Regions from separate parts of the Triticum aestivum genome. Here region 2 is linked to region 1. A link is a contact called in public HiCAR-type data. All regions are on one chromosome and are shown on one strand. Each heading gives the region's core, a stretch centred on a gene start, on an enhancer-like site or on the middle of the called end of the contact. The rest is flanking DNA. Distances are from core to core; before and after follow the strand shown.

Region 1 (3,455 bases), core at 709-3,208:
GCCAGCTGTTAATACCACTGTGCATTTGCTCCTCTTCAGTAGTTTTTCCCCATACCTCTGGGGCTGGATCAGCTGCTCCATCAAGTAATGCACGCTTTCATACAAAAAAATATAGTGCCAGTTAGCTCCAGTACAAGAAATAGCAACCTAATTACAAAGAAATGTTATGCAAGGACAGATTGTGCTTTGTTTACATACCAAATGGGTGCAGATAGAAGCAGCATGAAGCATTGCCGATCTCCTCAGCTGAGAGACATCAGAGGTTGCTTGCAGTTTGGAGTCCAGTCTGGATAGGTCCATCGAGACATCACTGCATCTCTGCTCCAACAATGCTAGGGTGGCTGGAGCTGCTTCTTTGTACCTCTTCTGAAGTTCAGACTCCAGGTACTTCCTGAGGCAGCTAAACCCAATGTACGGACCAAACTTCTCTTCATTGAAACCCCCTTTCACACCATCACGCAAGTGTCGCAGCACATCAATATCTACCTGACATATTTGCCGCCGGAACTCGTCATTGGAGATTGTTCCTCTGTCCTTTGGAAGAGCCACAAAGAATGGGTGGATATTGTCCCCAAGGTAACCGCTTGCGCTCAGGTAGCTATCGACCTCCCACCGTTCGGTAAATTCCTAGAAATGATCAAAACAGGCAACAATACCATATGACACAACACCAAATTCATTCCAGTAAATTCCTTGAAATGATCAAAACAGGCGACAATATCATAAGACACGGTACCAATTTCATTTCACAATCTACAGTGAAGAAGGTATTGAACCTCACAGTGTACTGATTGTTCTGCAGGCTGGCAGGCATACCTTGAGTCGGTTGTCAAACTTGGAGATGACTATCATGGTGCGCCTGAAAGTGGGATCGATCTCTCTAATTGCATCGAGCCAGAGTGAAGAGCACCACTCGACGCTGCTCTGCTGGAGGAACAGAATGAGGCGGTGGGGCGGGCTCGCTAGTGTCTTCACCATCGACAGGATCTCCTCCGGCGTCCTCTCCGGCTCACCTTTCTTAGCCTACAGCAGTCACGAATTCCATCAAACAGCTGACAGACAGAATAAACAACCACTACCCTTTGTTGAGAAGTGGAAGCCCCAAATTCATCAAACAGCTGACAAACTGAAAAACTGACTAAACAATCACTGAACTGAAGTGCCTCGACCTACCTTAAGCACGAAACCTGGGGTGTCGATGATGGTGAGGTTGGGGCAGTGGGCGTACTCGGCCCTCATGACGATGGGCTTGGACGACACGGCGGCCTGGATCGTCCGGAGGTGCGACTCGGTGCGCTGCTTGATGAGGTCGGCTATCGCCGCGGCCTGCACCATGGGGTGCCCGTACTCCTCCGAGTCCTCCTCCTGTGATTCGCCGCACAACCCACGCAAATCAGCCGCTCGCTCGCATTCACCAGAAGCACCAGACTCGATCTGTGAGGGGAACGAAGGGGGAAACCCTAGAAGAGGTGAAGCGGAGCGCGCACCTGGAAGCGGCACCGGGGATCGAGGGCGGTGGGGTCGTGGACCATCTGGAGGACGAGGGGGCGGCGGGTGCCCATCTCGACCTCCCGGACGTTGAAGCGGAAGCCGAGGAGCGCCTCCAGAAGCGAGCTCTTGCCGTCCGACTGGCCCCCTATGGCCACTATCTCCGGAATCGGGAGCTTCTCCCCGAACGCGACCGCCGCCGCCTGCAGCCGGTTGTACGCCTCGAACCGGGCCTTGGTGTCCGACGCGGCGGCGGCGGCGGCGGCCGAGGCCGAATCCGCCCCGGCTCGGCGGGCGGACGGGGACGGGGACGGCGCCGCCTTGGGGTTGGGCGTCCTGCCCGCCGCCGGAGACATCGCCATGGGTAGGGGAGCCACGGTGGCAGCCGAGGCGACGGGGTTTGAATTTGAAATGCGGGAGAGGTCCGTGTGGGAAAGGGTTGCAGAGTACAGGCTGTAGTGCGATGCGAGAGCCGTTTGGGATTGTGATATTTATTTATACAGGAGATGGGCCGATCTCGAATCGTGTCTTCCACGCCTCCCTTTTGGATCGCATCGAGGTCATGCGTCCGGCCCATCCAGCCGTCGATAGTGGACTTTGTGTTCTCAGGGCATCTTCAACAGGTTGTATGTTATTTTTGTTGGTAAAATGTTCATATCATCAACCAACAAGCTATCATACAACTACTCCAATGGATTGTATGTAAACTATTTAATAGATGGTGAGATAATAAATGTGATTTCTCTCTATTTCACCTTGGAGCTTGTGCAAAGGTTGTTGGTTAATCTACATACAACTTTGCTCTCTCTTCACATTTAATACATACCACATCATCATTATGTCCTAGGTGGCAAATTTACCAACACCTATCTCACAACTGTTGGAGATGCCCTCAAGGCACAAGCCCAGTAGCCCACAGAGCACTACACTCTCCTGGTCTCACAGTTTCTTTTGCTCAAAAGAAGAAAAATCTGACAGTTCTCTCCTGGGGTAGTGAGAGCATCTACAACTCGATTTGACAAATCCAACCCCCTAAACATCCACGGACGCGTCCCCACATTGTGTCAAACGGCCTCTTATATGTCCTATCGAACAGCCACACTCCTCATATCTAAACCCCCAATCCATACAATCCATGCACATGGATCATATAAAACAAATTCATCAGGATTTAAAAATTTAAAGTTACAAAGCAAAGTAAATCACAGTTCAACAATTCAGACATGCCAAGATAAAATTCAGGTCCAGGCCACGGCTAATCAAGAAGGGCACATCTTCAAACACATTTGGAGTAGCTCCAACAGGCTCAAGCACAAGATATTTTTCTGGCTAATAACACATGACTGGGTCAACACAAGACATATGTTAACGAGAAGGGGCGTGCATTTGGATGACAAATGTTGCCCAAACTGTGACCGGTAGGCTGAAGAAACCTTTATGCACTTGCTTTCAGACTGCGCATTTGCCCAAAGACGTTGGAGCACTTTGATGTCCAGTGAAAAGAGAAGCACATCTGTTTTTGAAGAAACATTATTTGCAAGGGAAAACTACTAGCTCACTTTGTTCTGGCAGTGACTATCCTAGGATGTTGGAGCATTTGGATTCAGAGAAATGGGCTGGTCTTCTGAAACATTCAGCCAATTGTCCAAAATTGGAGATTTATTTTTAAACATGAATTACAATTTCTCAAATAAAGATCAAGAGTAAATATGCAGCAAAGTTCAAGTCTTGGCTACCTCAGACCTTCTGATATAATGATGATCTTGTTCCAAAAAACTCAAGCTGGATAAACTTCTTTTTCCCTCTCGTAGGATCTTTTTTAGCTTCCCTCTCTTTTTCTCTACCATTGTAACATACTTTTTATAGTAATGAAGATGGGAGCCTAAAAAAGAAGAATCACTCGTCGGACGCCATTGTAGCGCTCAAGATGCGATTCTATCCCAATCACGTGATGAATTCATGATTAG
Region 2 (3,455 bases), core at 492-2,991, 110 kb before region 1:
TGGCACGGCAGGTGAAGCGGCAGCCACAGCCATGGCGTCAAAGGCGTGCGTAGAGTTGTGTCGGCATAGCTCTACCCAACAGGTTGGTGCTCATATTACGCACAACAATACGAGAAGAAGAATTTAGCCAGTTCCCTGGTATATTCCTCGTCTCTTTCATTCCACCCCGTGTTTAAAAGACGTGTTGTTCGCGCGTAGTTGCAGGTGATAATTCAAGATATTTTAACTCTTCAAACTTACTAACATTCAATTACACGATCCGTTTTCAACTCGCATGTATCGTTGTGGGCACATTGCACACATGACTCTGTTCCTCCCTCCACACAAATATAAGATGTCCTACAGTAACCTCTTTTTTTCTAAATCAAATGTATATAGACACGTTCTAGTTTTAGTGTGCTTGTTCATTCATTTCAATTCAAATATAGACTATATTGACATACCTAAAACATCTTACATTTGTGAACGGATACTCGAGAATCATAGTAAAAAAAAAAATCCAATGCAGATAAAACATCCAATGCAGCTGCTGAATTCTCTGCTAACTTTGTCGTCGTCGCCGATCACCACCTCTCGTGCTCTCAACAGCAGCATCCATGCCATCGTCGCCGTCCTCGTCGTCTTGGATGGAAGCGAGGAGCTCTCGCCGCTCGGCGACTCTGAGCATGCCCATCTCCTCCATCTCCCTGACCACTCTTTCAGCGTCGTCCCTCTTCCCGGCCCTCCCCAGCTCCTCCACCACCGCCCTCCTCGTGATATGATCCACCACCGCCCCCGCCCTGGCCATATCCCACATCACCCGCTCGGCCTCCGCGGCCTCCCCGGCCACGGCGAGCGCGCTGACGAACGCGTTGCAGGACGGCTCCGTCGGCATCATCCCTTTGCCCCGCATTTCGTCGAACAGCTCCCGGGCGTTCTTGGTGCGGCCCTGCGCGCTCAGCCCGCGCACCAGGTAGCTGTACGTGAGGCCGTCCGGCTGGCAGCCGTAGACGGGCGCCATCTGGTGGAACACGCGCAGCGCGTCGTTGAGGTGCAGCGACTGCGCGTAGCCCCTGACGAGCACGTTGAGCGCCCGGGTGTCCGGCGGGACGCCCTCCTCCAGCATCTGCCGGAACAGCGCCGAGACGGTGTCCATGTACATGTAGTGCACCATGGAGTCGTTGCCCCCGCGCGACAGCAGCGCCGTGAAGAGCGCGTGGTAGGTGTCGGCGGCGGGGCGCGCGGCCGGGTCGGCGGAGGCGCGCATGAGGGTGTAGACGTGGAACGCCTTGCCGAGCTTGCGGAACTCGCAGTAGAAGTAGAGGGCGGCCCTGAGGAGGGGCCCCGGGGACGGCAGGGACGGGAGGAGGGAGAAGAAGAGGGCGCAGGTGCGGTCGAACTCGTGGTAGAGCTGGGCGGCGCCCAGGCGCTTGACGGCGACGAGGAAGGGCCCCGGGTCGGGCCGGAAGGTGGGCCGGCCGAGGGAGTGGGTGAGCAGCGGGAAGAGGAGGCGGAGGTCAGAGGTGGAGGCGAGGGAGGATGCGAGGACGGCCGGGGTGAGGCGGGAGGGGAGGGAGGCGACGGCGGCGGAGACGGCGTCGGGCGACGGCGACTGGCTGGGCGCGCGGTGGCTGCGGCGGAAGCGGTGCGGGGTGCGGCGGGACGAGGTGGCGAAGGGGAGGCGGTGGGAGAGGGAGGCGCCGGCGGGCGTGCTGCAGAGGATGCGCCGGAGGAGCGTGCTCATCGCGGCGGCGGCGGCGGCGGGGATACTGCAACACCAGTACACTCCACAGAACCCACAAAAGGCCACAGACGGCACAACACAATCCCGCACCCGGTTAGGCAACCGCCACCAAGCACGGCACGCTCACATCACATCACAGAGGCTCAGAGCACAGGCGGCCTGGTCGGCTTGCAGAAAGGATGGCCGCCGCGGTCGCCTTGGCAAGCCCTCTCCGGCGACTCCTCCACTGCCCTTGCCCGCGCCGCGCTATCGCCACGCCACTCCGCTTCTTCGCGCGAGGTAAGCCCTAACCCATTGCCCGGTCGGTCTGATGCTCTGATTGAGCTGTCTGTCTAAGGCTTGGCCGCCGTGCGCAGGGCGGTGTGACCTGGCCCTCGCCGTCTCGGCGGCCGCAGTCGGAGATAAGTGGGGCGTGCACAGGCATGTAATCGAGGAAGTCATGGACATTCTGGATATGGTTATCTCTTTTTCTTCATTCTAGCACATTTGTATTTTCCATTGAACCTCCGTCAGAGTCTAGTTCGACGTGAAACAGTTCTATTGACTGCCCCGTTTACTGAGATTAGATGGTTGATGATAGTGCGGATACTTGGCCTGTCGACGAACTGTGCCTCGATGGAATTTTAGACTTCTTCCCACTATTCATGAGCTTCAGGCTGTGTTCTAATAGGCTGATGCTTCCTCTCTAAGAGAGTATTTTTAGTACATGAAAATTAGGGGAAATGAGATGTGCTTCCTGTTAGCTGTTTCGCTATTGAAGCATGAAGAAAAAGTCAATTAATTGTCCATTTGGTGTGTGAAAACATAACCTTTCAATCATATTGACTGGTGCCTTTGTAGGAAGAGAATAAAATTGCTTCTTCCCAGGTATACCAAGTGGCAGGAGTTCTAGAATTGGTGAATAGATGTACGGATAAGCTGTAGGGAGGAAATACAAAGTTGATCCTGATATCCTATAGTGTCACATGATGCTTAGTAGAACATAACATAACATAACTGCCTTTTTGCATATTAACAATGTACCATGAGGTTACCACATGGCTTTTCAGTAAATTTGTTCCAGTACCGTAGTTAGTCCATTTCCAAGAGAAGGCATATCACCCTGTTTTATATTGAGAAAATTACTGGGGTTACAGTTACATGATCATTAGTTCTTAAGTTCATGAATTTGTACTGACATCAAGCGTATGCAGGCACAAAGGGCTTCCCAACGAAGAGATGTCTTCCACACCAGTTTTCTTACGCCACCTATCATAGCGGAGGCTATGCTAGCAATTGAAAAGTTTGCTGATATCAAAGCAGTAGCTCAGGGGGGCTATCCACAGGTGGAATTCAATACAATCAAAGGAGTTGTTGATAGCTACCATTTTTACGTGAATAATAGCTTATATTAACCTATATACCTTGTTTTTCTCATCTTCATATCCATCTAGGCTGAGCGGTGCCGAATTTCAGTTGGGCATCCAGACTCTATGAGAAGTGACCCAGATGTAGTTGCTGCTTTGAGGTTTTCAAGAATTTATATATTGTAGCCACCACTATCTGTTATGTAAACTGAATTTTAAACCTTTCCCAGCATCTCCGGGAATTTCCGATTGGAACCCTGTTCTCATGGTGATTTTCTCGGTGCTATTCTTGGGGCAGGAATTACAAGGGAGAAAGTTGGAGATATACTTTTACAGGTCCACACTTTCCACAAATACTCATTTCCCTGATGCGGTGTCCAGTTTTT

Evidence for each region. HiCAR-type assays count read pairs that join an accessible place to other places.
Region 2: a contact with region 1 is called in a HiCAR-type map of leaf, with 5 times the contacts expected there. The contact joins the promoter of LOC123061927 here to the promoter of LOC123061923 in region 1. A contact is called at or near these places in 3 of 5 Hi-C or Micro-C datasets (leaf and an unstated tissue) and 1 of 1 datasets of contacts at active chromatin or transcription factors (leaf).

Annotation. Positions count from the first base shown.
Region 1 is chr3A:513,773,347-513,776,801 of IWGSC CS RefSeq v2.1, reverse strand. LOC123061923 (dynamin-related protein 5A) reads right to left here and starts at 1,958. Exons shown (of 8, transcript XM_044485209.1): 1 at 1,488-1,958; 2 at 1,174-1,365; 3 at 817-1,023; 4 at 199-627; 5 at 1-94. The coding sequence starts at 1,850.
Region 2 is chr3A:513,882,991-513,886,445 of IWGSC CS RefSeq v2.1, reverse strand. LOC123061927 (putative RNA-binding protein YlmH) reads left to right here and starts at 1,741. Exons shown (of 12, transcript XM_044485215.1): 1 at 1,741-2,002; 2 at 2,080-2,180; 3 at 2,917-3,048; 4 at 3,157-3,230; 5 at 3,300-3,405. The coding sequence starts at 1,903. It overlaps LOC123061926 (pentatricopeptide repeat-containing protein At2g27800, mitochondrial-like), which reads right to left and starts at 1,723. Exons shown (of 1, transcript XM_044485212.1): 1 at 418-1,723. The coding sequence starts at 1,723. The coding sequence ends at 542.